3 separate regions of the Mus musculus genome follow, and all the other regions are linked to region 3. Evidence: chromatin contacts called from public ChIA-PET and promoter capture Hi-C data. All regions are on one chromosome and are shown on one strand. Each heading gives the region's core, a stretch centred on a gene start, on an enhancer-like site or on the middle of the called end of the contact. The rest is flanking DNA. Distances are from core to core; before and after follow the strand shown. Region 1 has its middle 16 kb from the start of Lyst. Region 2 holds the start of Hecw1 (HECT, C2 and WW domain containing E3 ubiquitin protein ligase 1). Region 3 holds the start of Tbce (tubulin-specific chaperone E).

Region 1 (4,072 bases), core at 888-3,387, 460 kb before region 3:
GTTACATAAGAAAGCTGGCCAAGCCTGAGCCAGAGAATGTAAGCCAATAAGCAGCCTTCCTCTGTCGTTTTGTCCGCTCCTGCTTCCTTCCCTGACTTCTGGCAGTGAGGAACTGTGACTGGGAGGTGTAAATGAAATAAATCCTTTCCTCCCCAAGTTGCTTTTGGTTGTAGTGTTGATCACATAAGAGAAACACAAACTAGAACAGTGCACATGGAAGCCAGAGGTCAATGCTGAATATAATGCCTCTGCCTTATATTTTGAGATCATTCTTTGCCTTATATTGTGAGATGTGATCTCATGCTGAACTTGGAACTCACTGATTTGCCTATATACCAAAGGACATAAAAGAGAAAGTTCCCTATTTTTCCAACAGGAAAACTGGCTGAAGGTTCCAGGCAATAAAAGCATTGCCAAGGGGCCGAGGAGATGACTCAGTTGGTAAAGTGTGAACTTGAGTGGAGATCCTTGGAATCCATGTGAGAGTTAGGCATGACATAATTCCATGTAATCCTGTGCAACCTAATGCTGAGAAGTCAGGGGCAAACAGATCTGTGGCTATCATTGGCCAGTCAGTTTAGCCTAACTACTGAGCTCCAGGGTGGTAAGAGCCCCTGTCTCAAGCAAAACCTTAAGTGAATAGCACCCGAGAAATAACATCCATGTGCACATGCCCCTGCACACATACATGCTTGAACATACATGAACATATACTCACAAATATGAATTCAGAAATCCATATCTGATGTGGAATAAGAATGACAGTAGTTTATAATGAACATATAAAAAAAAGAATTAATATCATAAGCATGAAAAAAGAGAGAACCGGTTCTCAGCATAAAGGAAAGGACATTTTATGTTTAGTGACAATTTGCAGCCAGAAGGCGAAAGGCAGTGGCTCTGGGTCCTCCAAGGATTGAAGAATTCTTAATCCAACTTCTGAAGCTTCTCTCAGAAACACAATTAAGGCTTGTCCCTGGGCAGGAGCATCCAGGAACAATGACTCAGGAGAGTGATCATGCAATCTCTAACCCAAAATCCTCACTGCAGACACACTGCAAAGGAATGGGGCTTGCTTTGCCAAATTTCCCATGTGATTCAAACATGGCCACTCGCCAGAGAGCCAAAGGGAGAAAGGGCCATTCCGAGGAGACTTGGAGATTTCCTAGCACCACCAGCGGGTGAAATGGCAGCATGGGGCTTTCAGAAAGCCATTCCCAAGGACGATTTGGCTTGGAGAGGAGCAGGAAGAGTGCCAGAGTTGCTGATGCTTTGGCTTCTTTCCACAACTTGCATGGAGACATTGTGTACTTGCAGTGACTGAGAGTTACTGATTGCCTTTACCATCTGCTGCTGTGTCTTCTTCAGGTGACATCAGAAGGCACAGAAAGGTTTGCCCTTGTCATCATCCAATGAGGCCCTGGGTTGTTTGAGTCAACTGTTCTTGCTCCTCTAATGCTGGCAAAATGATGCCACCCTAAGTCAGCTGAGAGGAAGCCAGGATTTAAGTGCAAACAAGACACACAGCTTGCTTAACAGCATGGAGCACTTCTGCTGCAACTAGGTAGATGAGTGCTAATGGGGCTGCAACGAAAGTGCCCACAGAGTCACTTTGAAAGGAAAGCCCTCCTTCCTCTTCTGAAGAAGGTACTTACAGTGCAGGTAGGCAAACATATTTCTGAGATTGCTTAGCCCCGGCAGAAAGCATGGGCATTTGGGGCAGGCAGACTGGGTTTGGGTTGAGAGCTTGGGTACCACAGGACAAGGTAATGATAAAAAAATCCTTGGCAGCACTGGTGCTGCAGGATGCTGGCTCTTGCACACTGCTTGTTCTGAGGGTGGCTGGTGCCTTGGCGTAACCTCTGGGAGGGTCTGATGTAGGAGAATAAAGCTCCTTCCCAGAGTTGGGTGAGCTGAAGGCCTTTTCTGGGGAGAAGCCAGTCCTGATTTTCAGGTGCCAGAAACTTGGTTTGGACAGGACATTACGGAGTTAATAAAGGGGCACTCTATAAATGGGAGCAGATGGGCTTATGTGGGATCCAACAAAGCGCATGAAACCAAGCCTATTCAAAATATACTTTGTGGGCTGAGGATGTAGCTCAGTTGCCAGAATGCTTGCCGAGTACGCAGGAAACCCTGGGCACCATCCCCGGTACCACATACGCTGAGTGTGGTGGCACAGCTCAGCACTTGAGAGGTGGAGGCAGAAGAACTGTAATCTCAAGGTTAGCCCTCAGCTACACAGTGAGTTTAAGGATAGAGTGGGTTCCGAGGGACCCCTGCCCGGTATCAAATGATCTATAAGGGCCCTGGTTGCAAGTGACCAGGAGCCATTGCTCTGTAGGCTGGGACACTTGAGGATGTGGAGGGGTCAGCTTGGCTGAGGGTAGAGAAGTCAGGAGTAAATAATAAGACAACTCTTCTCCCATCTATCCGCTGCTCGACAAGTCACTGCTCTATCCTTGCATGGGCTCCTTGTTTCTCCTCCCTACCCTCCTCCATCCTTACCTCCTTGCTGAGTCTCTGTGAGGGGGGGAGGGGGATACACAAGTGTCTCCTTGTCGTTACCACTCCTCTGTCCCTTCCACCTTCCATTCATTCTTTATTCCGCTTTCCACATGATCTTTCTAAAACACAACCTGGTCAGCTCTCCACTTTGAAAGACTCCAGTGGTGCAGCTGGGGCGAGAGCTCAGTCACTGAAGTTCCTGCTGAGCATGCGCAAGGCGCTGAACTCTATCCCTAGAAATGATTTTTCAAAAGCCTTGACGTGGTGCTGTGCACCTGTAATCCCAGCGCCGGAAACAGACACAGAAAAGTCCCCTGGGCTGCCAGTCCTGCTAGCCTAGCCTACTTGGTAAATTCCAGGTTAGTGAAAGACCCTGTCTTGAAACCCTCATAGCCTCTGAAGGTGTCCTCTGGCCTGCATACACATGTGACTGACTACACATGCATCTGTGTAGTTTTACACACACACACACACACACACACACGCACGCACGCACGCACGCACGCACGCACGCACGCATACCTGCACACCTGCACACCTGCACACCTGCACACCTGCACACCTGCACACCTGCACACCTGCATCTTTTTTTTCCTGTTCTTTGCTAGGAATTTCTAATCCCTTTCTTATTTCCTTGTGCTATTCCCTTATCTGGAATATCTTTTCCTTTTGTCTGGCTGCCAATCCCTTCCTTGTATTTCAAAACAAAGCTGTCTCCTCTGGGAAACTTTATCTGTTCTCCTTTCACAGTAGGGTTAACTGTCCTGCTTCCTAGCCATACATGTATATTTAAATATATATAACAAAATTTACTATTTTAACATGTATTTGTGTGTATGTTCACATGCACGGAGTTGCATGTGTGTGCAAGTGTGCTTGCAGATGTTTCTGTGTGCCTGTGTATGGCAGCCAGAGGCAACCTCTTGCTGTTGTTCCTCAGGATCTATCCACTTTACCACCTGAGATAGGGGGCTCTCACTGGGACCTGGCACTGGACAATTCAGCTAGTGTGGCTAGCCAATTACTCCCAGAGGTCTCTGCCTCCCCAACACTGGACTACAAAGGTATGTGGCAAGCCTGGATTTTTATAAGGGTGCTAGAAATTGAACTCAGGTCCTTAAGCTCGCATGGCAAATACCTCACATAAGTGCACAGATCAGTGGTCATAAGAACATCGCGTCCATTTCCACAACTTCATCTTCCCCAGCTGAAACTCTGTCTTATTAAATACTCATTCTTCGCTCTTTCCTTTCCTAAGTCTTGGGAACCACTATTAGATTTTCAGTCTTTATGTATTTGACTATTCAAGATGCAGTCCAATAACAGAATCACACAGTATATATCCTTTTGTGATAGGCTTACATCACTTCCCATAAGTATCCTCATGGTATGTTCTTACAGCATTTCCTCAGAATCCCTCCCCCGCTCCCTCCCTGCTGTGTGCACGTACCACATTCCTTTAACCCACTAGATCATCAGTTCAGGCTTGAGTTGCTTCCATCCTTGGCTGCTGTGAACAGCAGTGATAGAACAATCAGCGCAGACATCCGAGACCCTCCTTCCT
Region 2 (4,211 bases), core at 448-2,947, 480 kb after region 3:
GCTGGTCTTTTCAGGTAGGCACCTACCCTCCTAAACCGCCTTTTAAATTCCAGGAAAAGAGAAGCCACCCCTTATCTTTGAACTATATTGTTCTTCCAGTCTCCACTTCTGCTGAATACAGCATAGTTATCTTTTCAAAGAAAGAAGGAAAACAAGGGAGACTCCCACTGCTGCAGATCCCAGAAGTAAGCCTAAAAAACTACAGCAACGTCAAAAAAAAAAAAAATGTCTTCAGTAGCTAGGAATATCCCGGCATGCTATCTTCTGTTAGCTCAATGCAGACTGAGGCTAGCTGTGGACAGAACCACAGCAAGCTGGGACATCTCTGCAGCCTGTTTTTCTGCCAGCTCCCCACACCCCCTCCCTACCCCCATGTTCTGAATTTGGCAGGGAAGAAGTTACCCTGTCCAGCCTCTGTGCGCAAGATGAACAGACCACACATCCACACTCCCAAAATTAGTCCAGTGCCTGGGAAATTGAGGCTGCAAGGCTGTCAGAAAGCCCTGGAGTGGAGGATGGAGGGCCACTTTGAGCTCTAGGATTTTGCTGCATTGTCATGGCCTGGTAAAGTAGGGAGAATGTGTCGAATCTCCGGCCAAAAATGGACCGGATGCGGCTTTCCCAGCGCCCCCTTGCCTGCCCCCAACCTCCGCCCCTTTCTCTTCCTATGTGCAGGTAACAGTAGGGTAGGCAAAAGGACCAGCTGCTCCCGCTGAAACTCAGGTGGCAGGCCCAGATGAGAGGCACAACGGGCCAGAGATAGGGAGTCGCCTGGGGAACACCCACACCGATCATCTTCCCATCCAGTCACCACCCAGTAGACTGCACCTGGCGGCCGGCTGCAGGAGCCTTTGAGTGAGCACAGAGAGTTCGAGCAGAAACCATGGGATACAATTGTCTAAAAGCCTTGGTTCACAAGGAGTGGGTGTGGGCTGGAAAGGGGGATTACGTAGGTCTCTCCGCCCCCTCCTCTGCCATCTCTTAGCCACTGGGAGGGCGCCCAGGGGCGGAGGAGGCGCTGCGAACCCGTTTGGGGGCTTCTTTGTTTCTCTTCGGGCCCCTATCTGCCGGCTGTACCCAAGCCTTGGGATGCCAGCCCGGCTTGGGCGGCGACCCGCCCCAAGTCAACAATTGAACCTCGCGGGAGAAGAGAGGGTGGGTAAAAGGGTGGATCCCGGCTCTCTGGAGGCAGTGCGCTGCAGGGGCTTCGCAAGGGTGAGGAAGCCGCCCCAGAAAGGGGGTGGGGAGAGGGCAGGGAAGGAGAGGCTGATGGTCTGAGCGTGGCGTCTGCTTACCTTGGCAGCCTCCAACTGGGCACAGATCATGCTCCGGTCCGCACGCAGGTTAGAACCGGGGGTCGCACGTGGCTTGCATAGGTGCCAGGCATTGAGGACCTGGTTTGCTAGTCCTGGGCGATCAGCGTCTTTTGCCTTGCTCTGGCTGCTTCGTATCCTGAGCCAACTATTGTCAGAGCCACCGTCACGGCTGGAGCAGCTCTCGACTGGTGAACCTGTGCGAGCCAGGAGGGGGTCCTCTGGGTCAGAGGCTCGTGGTGTTGCGGCTCAAACAAGGACTCCCAGTGCGTGGCAACGCAGCACACTTTATTGCTTTATCCTTCCTCCCGCATCCCCTCCCTTCCTGCCTGCTCCTCTGTGGGAACCAGACTTGAGAACCAACCAGGAGCCAGGCTTGCTCTCTGTGGCTGTGCTCCGCCCTGCAGCCTCACGCACCCGCACCCTCCTCCTCACCCCTTTAGTATATATATATATATATATGTATGTATATATGTATATATATATATATATATATATATATATATATATATATATATTCTTGTTACTATAGGCCCTATCCTTCCAACACTTAGCACGCGTCCGCGAGGCTTATCTGGAACCAGCCACGGTTCATCAGTTCCTTTGTGTACATGCAAATGTTGTGTTCAGAAAGGATGAGTACCTTCTAGGTAGGTACACTGTGTCAGGTGTTCTCACCTCAATTTCCTTACTTGTCCATTTCACAGATGCAGATACATTGCACAGCATCCTCCAGTATTTTCGCAGCAAGTTCCCCCAAAACAACGTTATGATCACAAATGCCATGCTTGTAAATCGCCCTAGGTATCTATTGTTGATAAGCTTAGCTTTCCAAGCAGGTTTAGTATTAAGCAGTACACATTGTCAAAATAGTAAAATGGAAGTAGGAAAAATGCAAATCTTTATTTGACCAGCCGACCAAGATGCAAAAGAAAGTGAAATGCTGGCCACTGATTTGGTCTAATTTGGGCTTGCTACGTTCACAAAGTGCGAAGGTTCTGAGCACACAACCCCCATAATCCGCAACTCTGTGTTTTTTACAATGCCTTTTTATTTCTACCTATTTTCCTGCCCGGCACTCCCCAGGCAAACTATTTTTCACATCTTAGAGGTGTACCTTTTCCCTTACCCAGGGAACACCCTAGTATTCTTACTATACTTAGTAATGCCTGGTAATTCCTCTTAGTCACCCTGGTAATACCTCTAGCTCCAGAACCTTTTCTTGAAGAGCTGATTGGATATATCTCCATTTATAACAATAAGACAGATGGCTTCTCACTGGTGTTCTTCTTGTTGACCCACCTCTTGCCACTGATTACACTCTTGCAGCAGAACTTTACAGAAGAGGAAACCACGGGAAACCAAGTGAAGCCTCAATTCCCACCCTCCTCCCTCCCCCGGGAGCACCTCCCTTCCAGCCTGCGCTCGTCACTTCAGGTGCCCAGTGATTTCTCAATGGACATTTCCCTCTGTCTGGCAGGAATCTGATTTTCCCACCAGATGAGTTCAACGCTGTCTGTTTTTCAAACCATATCTCAAAAGCCACACAGAACCCTGAGCACACATTTCACCAGATTTGACAGATGAGCTTTGGTATGAAGAAAACCTCCAAGAATGGACTTGGCTGAGGTGCAACAATAAACACCAGAATCAACCAAATGATAATACCAACCAGAAATTTGGAAGAAAAACAAGTAAATCAACAAAAGTCTCTTGTATAAACTAATATTAAAGATTTCTGAAGACACAATTCCAACAAACTGCCACAAAGAATGCTTATTCACCTCAATTAATTGTTAAGTTGTTCAGTCTGATTTTCAGTGTTGCTGCATCTATTTGGCTCAAAGAGATTTTCTTCCTGTTATGTCATGAGGATAGCTTGATAAGTCAGCATCTCTCAGTGTGTTGGTGCAACAATCCTGAGGTATGCTTTATTTTCCTCTAGGCACTTTCTTCTTTTCTATTTCTTTTTCTACCAAAGGAAAAGGGCACAAGTTTCACACCTTTTGTAATTTTAGAATTTTTAATTAATTAAAATATAATTATATCACCCACCTCCTTTCCCTCCAACCCCTCTCATTCATACCTCCTATTTCCTTGAAATTTCTTTATCACACGCACTCAGTCTGTTTAGTGTTACTAGTGTGTTTTACTGGGACTGGATACTCATTTAGGGGTTCATCCCTGGAAAGGATTCATTCTTTCAGCAGCCTTTAATTGCCTGTAGCTCTTCATCTTCATCTAGTGTTGGTTTACTGCACAATATCCCCACCTATGTTAGCTTGTCACCTGGTCCTGTCATTTTTGGGGTCTTATTTAAGCAGCCACATTGTTAAACGTCATGTGTGTGGCTTCCTGGCCATCTTTAGAAAACACTATCTTGCAGTGGATTGATTTCCTGGTCTCCCTATTCCTACAATCTTTCTACATTTTCTTCCCTGGTGTTCCCTGAGCCTCAGATGTAGCTTGTGTTGTAGATACAACTGAGGCGGGGCAGCCCACAGTCCAGATCTGCTGTGCATTTTGACTAGGTGTGACTCTAGTAATGAACTCTGGAAAAGAAGCTCATTTGATAACTGGTGAGAGCTACACTTATCTGCGAGTACAGGGATAGCATCACAGCTTAACAGGTAGAACAAATAGCCAGAGTCAGTATCTTTGTTTTCTATGAAAAGGAAAAGGTGATGCAGGACAGAACATTTCTATAGCTCTAGGTCATCATCTTTAGCCGTTCTTTCCCTGGCCTTCATATGACATTCCAGGGGGAACAATGCCCTCTTCTGCCCTTTGAGGGTGCAAGACACTGGTATTGTTAATGTAGTCAGATACAGGCAAATACTCATAGACAAATAATAAAAATAATTAAATCTTATTTTAAAACAAAAATAGGATTGATAG
Region 3 (3,828 bases), core at 1,307-3,806:
AACCAAAAATCCAGGATATTGAAATAACAATAAAAGAACTTCTGGGGGAATCACCATCCATGGCCTCACGCTGTACTACAGAGCAATAGTGGTAAAAAGTGCATAGTATTAGTACTGAGACAGGCAGGAAGAGCAAAGGAATAGAATTGAAGACCTGTGGGAAGCCACATGTGCCGTTGCTGAGTGGCACTGACTACTGCTGGCCACCACGCATAAGATTGGACAAACAACCAACGTGTACATATGCAGTAAAGTTTTTTGCAAAGACACTGCCTGGCCCGGGCATGATAATGAGGTTCTGTAAGGTACTGAGAGTATAACCAATTAGATGTGAGACATGCAAATGAGGTATGATAATGAGGTTCTGTAAGGTACTGAGAGAGAGGAGCCAATCAGATGAGGAACATGCAAATGAGGCTTAGTGCATAACCAATCCGGGTGTGAGACACGCCTCTCCTAGGCCTATAAAAGCAGCACCAGTTCTGGGCTCGGGGTCTTTTCGCCTCTACAATCAATCTCTCCCAATAAACGTGTGCAGAAGGATCCTGTTGTAACATCATTCTTCCTGGCCAGTCGAGCACGCGCAAGAAAGACCCAGAAATGAACCCACACACCTATGGTCACTTGATCTTTGACAAAGGAGCTAAAACCATTCAGTGGGAAAAAGACAGCATTTTCAACAAATGCTGCTGGTTCAATTAGTGGTTGACATGTAGAAGAATGCAAATTGATCTATTCTTACCTCCCTGTACAAAGCTCAAGTCCAAGTGGATCAAGGACCTTCATATAAAACCAGATAAACTTAATCTAGTAGAAGAGAAAGTGGGAAAGAGCCTCGAACACATGGGCACAGGGGAAATTTTCCTGAACAGAACACCAATGACTCAAGCTCTAAGATCAACAATTAACAAAAGTGACCTCATAAAACCGAAAAGCTTCTGAAGGCAAAGGACACTGCCATCAGGACACAACGGCAACCTACATATCAGGAAAAGATCTTTATCAATCCTATATCTGATAGAAGGCTAATATCTAATATATACAAGGAACTCAAGAAGTTAGACTCCAGAGAACCAAATAACCCTATTAGAAATGGGGTACAGAGCTAAAGAAAGAATTCTCAATTGAGGAATCCTGAATGCCCAGGAAGCGCCTAAAGAAATGTTCAACATCCTTAGTCATAGGGAAATCAAATCAAAATGACCCTGAGATTCCACCTCACACCAGTCAGAATGGCTAAGATCAAAAACTCAGGTGACAGCAGATGTGGAGAAAGAGGAACACACATTTTCATTGTTTGTGAGACTGCAAGTTGGTACAACCACTCTGGAAATCAGTCTAGAGGTTTGTAAGAAAATTGGACATAGTACTATTTGAGGACCCAGTTATACTACTCCTGGGCATATACACAAAAGATGCTCCAACATATAACAAGGACACATGCTCCACTCTGTTCATTGCAGCCTTATTTATAATAGCCAGAAGCTGGAAAGAACTCAGATGTCCTTCAACAGAGAAACTGATACAGAAAATGAGGTACATTTACACAATGGGGTACTACTCAGCTATTAAAACAATGACTTCATGAAATTCTTAGGCAAGTGAATGAACTAGAAAATATCCTGAGTGAGATAAGTCAGTCACTAAGGTGGATGGCAAGAAGTGTGCAGACTGTAGCCTGATATAGCTGTTTCTAGAGAGGCGCTTCCAGAGCCTAACAAATACAGAGGCAGCTGCTAGCAGCCAACCATTGAACTGAGCACAAGATCCCTAACGGAGGAGTTAGAGAAAAAAAGACTGATGGAGCTGAAGGGGTTTGCAACGCACAGGAAGAACAATATCAACCAACCAGACCCTGCAGAGCTCCCAGGAACTAAACCATCAACCAAAGAGTACACATGAAGGGACTCATGGTTCCAGCCCCATATGTAGCAAAGGATGGCCTTGTTGAACATCAATGGGAGGTGAGGTCCTTGGCCCTGTGAAGGCTCGATGCCCCAGTGTAGGCGACTGCCAGGGCGGCGAGGTGGGAGTGGACGGGTGGGTGGGGAGCACCCTCAAAGAAGCAGGGGAAGGAAGGATGAAATAGAGGGATTCCGGAGGGGAAACCGGGAAAGGGGATAACATTTTAAATGTAAATAAAATATCCCCCTCAAAAAAAGGGAAAAAAATCTGAATACTCCTCTCTGCCCTCCCACCACCCTCCACCGCTGTCCACCAGAAACGTCAAAAGGAAGAGATGGCAGCATCACTTGAGACCCACGCCCAGATGTTAACGGGGGAGGGGTGGGGAGGATCCAGAAGGCGCTTGGCGCAGGCGCACTAGCCTTCCGCTGGGTCAGCCCACAATGGGGCCCAGCCGACCGGAGAAGTCTCGGAGCAGAAAGCACACACTCAGGCAACCCAGCCCCATTGGGCAGCTCGCCACCTCAGCTCCACGACCTTACGAAGCTCACCTTCCCTCTGCCGGTCTGTCAGCACCCAGAGACCCTCACGCAATCAGCGACGAAGCTTTCGGCTCTAGGCGGAAGTATCTGGAGACCGGAAGTCCCACCTCCGCAGAGGAAGTGATGAAAACCACTTTAGCCCTTCCAAACGCGAACCCTATTGTCGCGAAGTGCTGGTAAGGTAGACACCGGAACTGCAACCCCGAAGGACTGTGGGACCAGTCGATTTTGCGTACTGTAGTTGATTCAAGACGCGAACTAAAAGTTCATAGCTGGGCGTGATGGCTCATGGCAATTACAATCAGCACTGGGAAGGTCGAGGCAAGAGAGATGGGAGGAGCGGAGGGGGGTTCATATCTAAAAAACAAAAATGTTTCATGCTTATGGGCACTAAATCACCGTAGGGAGTTCATAGTTACATAGAAAGGTGTAGTGTTGATCCCTCCAGAACTGGAAAGAAAAAGTTAACCAGCTAAGGCATGAGGGAGAACAAGAGTAAACGCAATGTTTTAAGTAAGTCACCACTTTAAACAAGACGTTCCTATGAATCGAGTGTTTTGGTTTATTTTTAGATGTTAAAAAGCCAGTAACTATTTCATTGAAAACAAATTTAAGATGCTATGTATATAAGCATATCGCAATGTGACCCCTCATATTGCTATACCTGAAGCTGGCAAAAACTTACTTGGAAGAGCTCCGGCTTTGCTGGATCCAAGTCAGTTTGACCAGACAGCACCACGAAAACAGTAATAAAAGAGTGCTGTAATTCAATCCAAGAGGAATTGCACAACTCTGCTGGGAGACATAATTAATTATAAATCTGTTTTATTGCACAGCAGTGAACGAGAACCCTGTAGTGAATCTGTTGTCAGTGGTTAATGAAAGATGAAATAAGCTGCCAGAACCTTTCCTGTTTGAAACCGTCTCAGTAGTCATAGAACATGACTCACTCTTGCCTGGAGGGGCTAAGCTACTATTGTCATTTGGCAAGTCTCCAATAGAAACACAGACCTTCAGATGGGAGCGTTTTTCAAGGACAACATTTCATGAAGGTGCTGCTGCTGATTGTTTTGAGACAAAGTCTCACGTATCCTAGGCTGGCCTCAAAACTTGCCAAAGTCAAGCTGGGCGTGGTGACGCCCACCTTTAATCCCAGCACTCGGGAGGGAGAGGCAGGCGGATTTCTGTCACCTAACTACCAAAGTCAAGATTGGTCTTAATTCCTTAATATCCTGCCTCCATCTACCAAGTGCTAAAATCACAGGCTTGGCCCACCATGCCAATATCTCCACATTTATTGTAACTTCATGCTTTTCAAGGAAGTGTTGATACAAAACACATGCTAGAAAAGAGATAGGCTATTCTGAACCAAATTTAAGTG

The links. Promoter capture Hi-C pulls out the DNA fragments that hold promoters and counts their contacts. ChIA-PET counts read pairs in DNA pulled down with a chosen protein or histone mark.
Region 1: an RNA polymerase II ChIA-PET map of memory CD8 T cells shows a contact between it and region 3, with 25 read pairs. The contact joins the enhancer-like site here to the promoter of Tbce in region 3. A contact is called at or near these places in 6 of 39 promoter capture datasets (the C10 cell line, the HPC-7 cell line, cranial neural crest and 2 more), 1 of 484 Hi-C or Micro-C datasets (regulatory T cells), 1 of 115 datasets of contacts at active chromatin or transcription factors (memory CD8 T cells) and 2 of 9 other capture datasets (adipose tissue and liver).
Region 2: a contact with region 3 is called in a promoter capture Hi-C map of hippocampal neurons, with 5 times the contacts expected there. The contact joins the promoter of Hecw1 here to the promoter of Tbce in region 3. A contact is called at or near these places in 4 of 39 promoter capture datasets (the HPC-7 cell line, the SN4741 cell line, cranial neural crest and 1 more), 2 of 115 datasets of contacts at active chromatin or transcription factors (embryonic basal ganglia and embryonic hindbrain) and 1 of 9 other capture datasets (pancreatic islet).

What each region holds. Positions count from the first base shown.
Region 1 is chr13:13,572,619-13,576,690 of GRCm38.p6, forward strand. No RefSeq gene overlaps it. Among named protein-coding and RNA genes, the nearest start is that of Lyst, 16 kb to the right of the region's middle. Within about 2 kb of position 2,138, at least 99 of the 459 cell types and tissues checked have an H3K27ac peak or open chromatin away from gene starts, as enhancers often do. A contact at or near this core is called in adipose tissue, liver and memory CD8 T cells, where this site is marked.
Region 2 is chr13:14,521,529-14,525,739 of GRCm38.p6, forward strand. Hecw1 (HECT, C2 and WW domain containing E3 ubiquitin protein ligase 1) reads right to left here and starts at 1,698. Exons shown (of 29, transcript NM_001081348.3): 1 at 1,296-1,698. Gm30893 (a long non-coding RNA gene) reads left to right here and starts at 1,067. Exons shown (of 2, transcript XR_382090.4): 1 at 1,067-1,155; 2 at 2,021-2,972.
Region 3 is chr13:14,037,082-14,040,909 of GRCm38.p6, forward strand. It overlaps Tbce (tubulin-specific chaperone E), which reads right to left and starts at 2,557. Exons shown (of 17, transcript NM_178337.3): 1 at 2,457-2,557.